2 separate regions of the Mus musculus genome follow, and region 1 is linked to region 2. Evidence: chromatin contacts called from public HiChIP or PLAC-seq data. All regions are on one chromosome and are shown on one strand. Each heading gives the region's core, a stretch centred on a gene start, on an enhancer-like site or on the middle of the called end of the contact. The rest is flanking DNA. Distances are from core to core; before and after follow the strand shown.

What was found. HiChIP or PLAC-seq counts read pairs in DNA pulled down with a chosen protein or histone mark.
Region 1: an H3K27ac HiChIP or PLAC-seq map of extraembryonic endoderm stem cells shows a contact between it and region 2, with 5 times the contacts expected there. The contact joins the promoter of Arhgef5 here to the promoter of Tcaf1 in region 2. A contact is called at or near these places in 3 of 39 promoter capture datasets (the 3T3-L1 cell line, embryonic stem cells and stem cell-derived epiblast-like cells) and 3 of 115 datasets of contacts at active chromatin or transcription factors (extraembryonic endoderm stem cells, forebrain and stem cell-derived neural progenitor cells).

What each region holds. Positions count from the first base shown.
Region 1 is chr6:43,264,368-43,267,076 of GRCm38.p6, forward strand. Arhgef5 (Rho guanine nucleotide exchange factor (GEF) 5) reads left to right here and starts at 1,277. Exons shown (of 15, transcript NM_133674.1): 1 at 1,277-1,376.
Region 2 is chr6:42,708,552-42,711,657 of GRCm38.p6, forward strand. Tcaf1 (TRPM8 channel-associated factor 1) reads right to left here and starts at 1,564. Exons shown (of 9, transcript NM_001355769.1): 1 at 1,408-1,564.

The sequences.
Region 1 (2,709 bases), core at 27-2,526, 560 kb after region 2:
AGTCCTTAGGGTTTCTCTCCCAGTCTAGAAGGAACTTTTTGACCAGCTTTAATTTTCAGATTCTCTTCACTCCTTGTTCTATGCCCTTGCTGGGTTTATGAAGCATGCTGGCCTGCCCTTATATGGCCGAATCCTAGACTTGGCATTTCTTATTATTTCCTGTATACTTCACTGCAATTATGAGTGTGTCTAAGCTAGCTAAACTCTTTAAAGTTTAATCCTCCAAAAGAGCATGACGGAACTAGGGCATTTTTTGAACACTGCATTGCTTCGGGACTATCAGAGAGGAGGCCTTTCTCCCTTGGTCATGTTTGATTCTGCAGGGCCTTCCAAACAACTGCTTAGCCTCTTCTGCCAGGGCCAGTGCAGCAGCGGTGGACACAGGGATCAGGGGACAGTCTACCCACAAAAGCTGATTGCAGTTGTGGGCCACAGCATTCCTAAAAGAAAAACAGCCAAAGAGCCTGTTAATTCTCCTGGGGAAAAAGTCATTATGGTACCCCCCAGAGCCAGGAATGGGTTTGGGGAGGGAGCCTGTGGACAGAACATCCAAAGTTCCTGTCATTAGGTAAAGGTGTGTGTGTGTGTGTGTGTGTGTGTGTGTGTGTGTGTGTGTGTATTCTCTCTCCGAATACTGGAAAGAACAGAGGAGGGTCATACAAACTGAGACATAAGATCTTAAAATGAACTCTGGAACATGGTGGCAAACAGAGGCTATCTACAGAAAAGACATAAGAATGTTTCACATGCACCCAGTGAAGAGAGAGAGGAACATGGGAAGGAGAGAGGGGGGTAGAGAGGGAGAGACAAGAGATAGAGAAGCATACAGACAGGAACAGAAGAACTTGTGCAAGAACCCTTTATCTTATGGCAAACACCAAGTAAAGAAACACGCTGACAATCCCAAATCTCAGATGTTCGGAAACATCGAGGGGCAGAAAGTCAGCCGGGTCCGGATGAGCCTCAGTTGGAGACCTGACGAGGACCCACGGAGGAAGAGACACGCAGGGGAGTCTAGGGCCACGCCGGACACCGGCGAGTCCCGTGCCCAGTTCTCTCCTGCGGCTCCTTGGTGACTCCTGCCTGGGTTCTGCCCCTGGACGGCCACGGCCTGCCGGTGCTGTGGGTAGAGCTCAATCCCGCGGAGCTCGCTCTTCCCAGCTCTGCCCGGAGCTGCCCCTCCCCCGGGAAGGTGTGTCCCTGTTTCCTCACCTGAAACTTCCTTGGGAGAAGCCGGTCCCTCCCTCCCGTCCGGCGGCAGGGGCGGGCCGCGGGTGGGGCGCCGGGGCGGCCTGGCCTGGCTGGGGACCGCGGCGGGCGCCCGGACCTGGAGGGGACTCTCGGGCCAGCCCGGGGCAGCATGTGACTCCGACCAGGTGGGTGCTCTCTTCTCTTCTGAGCCCCGGACTCTGGGTGGTCGTGGAGCCGGGTGGAGGTAAGGCAGGGGCGGGAAAGAAGAGAGAACTAGGCCTCCCCCGGGACCAGTCCCGGCCAGGTCCCGGGGCGCAGACTCCGGAAATGGGGGGCTGGGCCAGTGGGCCGGGCTCCGAGTGAGGGGCTGAGTACCTGGTCGGGACCGGGAAGGGAGCTGGAAGGAATGGCCTCCTGGCAAACTTTGCTTTCCAACCAGGTCTGAGCCTTGGAAATGGGCACCCTGCCCCGCAATGTTCCCGGGCCAATAATCAGAACTTTTTTCCACCCGGAAAGTCGGGGCCCTGGGGAAAGCTAACTCCTATGATAAAGAATTCTTGAGATTCAGTTTCTAGACGGTTCCTTACCTGGAAGTGTCTTTTTTTTTTCTTTTGTAACCAGGCCTGGGCCTTGCTTCGTTATCTTCGCGGCATTTACATGCCTACGTATGTGTGAATCTATGTACACACCTCTCTCTCCGCTGTTAACTAAGGCTCTGAAATCTGAATCAGGGATCCTTGCCCTGAGTTCCCTCTCCCCCATTTACCTGTGTATAGGGAGTTTCTTGTTGGCCTCGGCACAAGGTTCTAAGGAACGTGTAAGAGAGCTATTCGGAATATCGCGGTGCGGTAGCCCATTTTCAGAGCCCTAGTTTGGGGCATCTTCTATAAATGCCTTTTTCCAGAACTGATCCGGGAGAGCTAGCCCTAGAGCCTCAGTTTTCAAGTCTTCTTCCCCTCCCCCTTTCCTGGATCTTGGGTTCTCTGGACAATCTTGTCCTCCTGTCGGCCTAGCAGTGAACTCTGGCCAGCGCTGTGTCAGACTGAGGGGGAAGGGCACACCAAACTGGAGAGTTGAGAGGGTGGTTTTCCTTTCAGCTTCCTTCCTCCCTTGCTCTCCCACTGTGCTCTCAGCTTTACTTCAAAAGCACCAAGTCCCAGAGAAACAGCCCCCAGTGTGGCCTCTTCCCACACTTCCTGCTTTATCTACACCTGGGGTATGCAAGCTTCTGGCTCTATCAAAACAGTCATCATTTGTTAACCAGTCCTCGGGTCTAAGACAGAACCCATGGACCTTAAAAGGACTTGGAGGGGACAAGGGGGAGGCTGAGTAGAGGACAGACAGCTTCTAAATTCTAAGTTTGTGGTAAAAGAGAGATGTAAGCATTGGGAGGGACAAGTCAGAAGGAATGTGAAGGGGTACCTCTTTTCAAAAGAATACAGAAATTGAAGATGTAGCCAAAGTTTTCATATATCTGTTTTCCCTGGAGGGTATGGCTGCCCATAATGTGGTTTGTCT
Region 2 (3,106 bases), core at 314-2,813:
CCCCTTTACTACAGTGTGTGAGAACCTCCAGAGACTCCAGTCTAGATCCACAGAAACTGGCAGGTGGTAAAGAAATATTAGAAGTGGCTTTGTAGTTGTTTATTATTGATCTTATACTGTTATGTGTTGGGATAGCTTGTCACATTAAAAAAAATGAATACATTTCCCCAAGTGAGAAACCTAAATGCTCAATGGTAGAATAACTATAGGGTATTAAACCAATTAGAAATAAAAATGAAGGAAGTATAAGCAAGGATTAATCCTAGAGCTATAAGAATATACAGGATAATATTCATGAATGAAAGCATGACAAAATCATAAAGCAACCCATGTATGTTTTACACATAAGAGTAGAACTATGAAAACGGCGTAGTTGAAAGGAAAATCGCGAAGGATGCCAAGTCTCAGGCAGGGAAGGGCAGAAATGAGACCCTCCATTATGGTATTCAAGCCTTATTTTTTTACTTACAAGACGGCCAAGCGTTTATTTCACTATCTTGTAGATTAGACCACTTTGGAATGATAAGCATTCATTTTATTCTTAAGTCTTTAAAGCAACGCAAAACAGAGTGAAGAGCTAGCTGAAACGCAATCACTTTGCAAATCCTTTGGAGAATGGACAAATGGTTAGCGGGTCAGCCCATAGACAAGAGACATTGGTTCATCTCTTTAAGAGATTCTTCCTCCACGTTTCCACGATTGTCTAATTGGCAAGATCCTTTTTCCCCCTCTTCCATTTTTGTCCTTCATTTCAGGTTGGGCCAACCCAGAAGGCCTGCGGGGGGTGGGGGGTTGTGTATCTGCCAACTGGATAATCTAAGCCCCTGCTGCTGCAGGCCGAAGGCGGTCCAGACCTGCGTTCTCCAGAAGCCCCACACCCATTTCAGCAGCACCCTGCCCACATCCTCCCACCCACCTCTCAGAGCAAATATACTCCAGGCCCCTGGGTGCTTAAAGGACATGGAGAGGACTTTTACCTGGGGGCGGGTAAAGGAGGCTAAGCAGGGACTGTGGCCCTTAAAGAATTCTGTGTGGAGTCTCCTTCCGCAACCTCTGAGGTTCCTTTCATCAAATCCCAAAGGCTCCCTGCTGAACACAAACCACTCAATAAGGAAATGGGAAACGGCTGGGAGGGGGTTCCTGGCTGGCGAAGGGATAACAATGCAGGAAGACTGAAGGAGATATCTAAAGCAGCGGAAAGCTCAGAAAGAGACAGAGAGGAAGGTCTCAATGTGGAATGCATCAGCCACCTCCGCACGCCCGAGTTGCCCACACCAGCCCCCCACGCAGCCCCAGGCACTCGCCACCTCCTGCCCCCTTCCCCGCGAAGCACCCCACCCTTCTGGCAGTGGCCTTTGTCATCGCAGGCCTCTCCTGGTGCAGACCCTATCGCGGAGCCAGACTCACTCTGCGTCGCTGTTCCCTGAAGTGCTGATTCGGAGGCACAACAGCAAAGGAGGAAGCTACCCAAGGGGAAGAAGCTTCAGGCCTGCAAGGGAATAGGCGGTGGACCAGTGGATGGGGGACGTGGAAAGTCACTGGCAGAGAAGGGGGAGCAAGCAATGGGCCGTCCTGAGAACTGATTGGCTACACGGGGATGTGGGCGGTGCTCCGCTCTCTGCCCCCAGACCTTAGAGGCTCTCCTTTATGTCAATTTCTGCTCCAAGGCTTGGATGTGCAGCTGGCCAATTTCTAAAACACATACATACATACATACATACATACATACATACATACATACATACATACAGCTTAACACTGTGAACAAATAAGACATTGATAAAACAAGAGAGCTTTTATCAGAAATTATACACAATTATATTAAGAGAAGAATTAAAGCTATGGGTCCTATATTAAATTTAATGAAAAAGTCAAGTTTTGGTAGAAGAGAGTGTGTCTACACTTTGTTATATCCCAAACATCTGGAGTTTGAAGCTGTTGCATCTTCCTTAGTTTCATAAACTGGAAGTATGAGTGAATAGTGGCGGCTACAACAAATTGCCAGACAAGGAGGTGAATTAAGCCACACCCTTCCGACATCTTACAGTTCTGTACATCAGAAGCCTGGCACAGGTTCCACTGGGTAAAGCTGGGAAAATCAATGGGAGGATTTGCTTTCCTCCCTTCTCCAGATTCCAGAGTAGGCCTCAAATGATCTGACTTTGCCTGCTCAGGGACTTGCCCTGTCTGCAGAGGCAGTGGCCTCATCACTCCACCCTATACTTCTGCTATGGCATCTTCTCAGCTTTCTGATGCCCTCAGTTCCTTAGGGGACCCTGGTATCCATTCCAGTGGTTCTATCCAAATGACTTCTCAGCTCAGGGTCAGGTAACTAGCAAGCCTAATTCCATCCAGATCACAACTTCTTGGTCCTGTAACATTGCATCCTAACATGCTCTAGAATGATATATGGTTTCTATGGGGTCGTGTGTCTTCCCCCGAAGGTATGTTAGGATGTTTTTGCCCTGTTCTGTGATACTTGTCTCTATCAGGGTTAAAATAGGACTCTACGACTACATGTGACAAAGATCGTGCAAATGTCTGCTTTAACCTGAAAGAGGGCAGGTAATTCCAGACATGGGTGATTGCATCGTACTGTCACATTGATTGAGTTCACTCTGTTGTAACTAGGACATCCTCTTTGTAATGTGGGTCCCTTCATCACTGACCTTCAGCTCAGCTCACTGGTACCTAACTCAAAATCAAATCATTCTCTGGGGGTCTTTGCACAGCTCCATCGACATCTAGCCCATATGCTCATCCTTCTTCCGACTTACATGTTACTTACATGTTCTTTGCCAAGTAGTGCTGGGTCCTGGAGCAAAAGATAAAAGAGGGGAGCCAGTACCAGGCTCCCAGCATATTTCTGACAGCCTCTGAGAATTTGAGGAGACCTTTCTCACACATTGTCACAGTGTGCTTCAGTTGTAACATGACTGACGGGTAGCCTGATCCTGTTCTACCCCAATTCTAGCGGGCCTTTCTTTTTTGACCTCTTTTTTGAGGCCACGTCTCTCATTCCATTCAGTCCTCTTTTCTCCCCTGCATTGTTAAGTTTCCTCCCTGAGATAGTGCAGTTCCATAGGCAGAATGTGTAGTGGGAAGA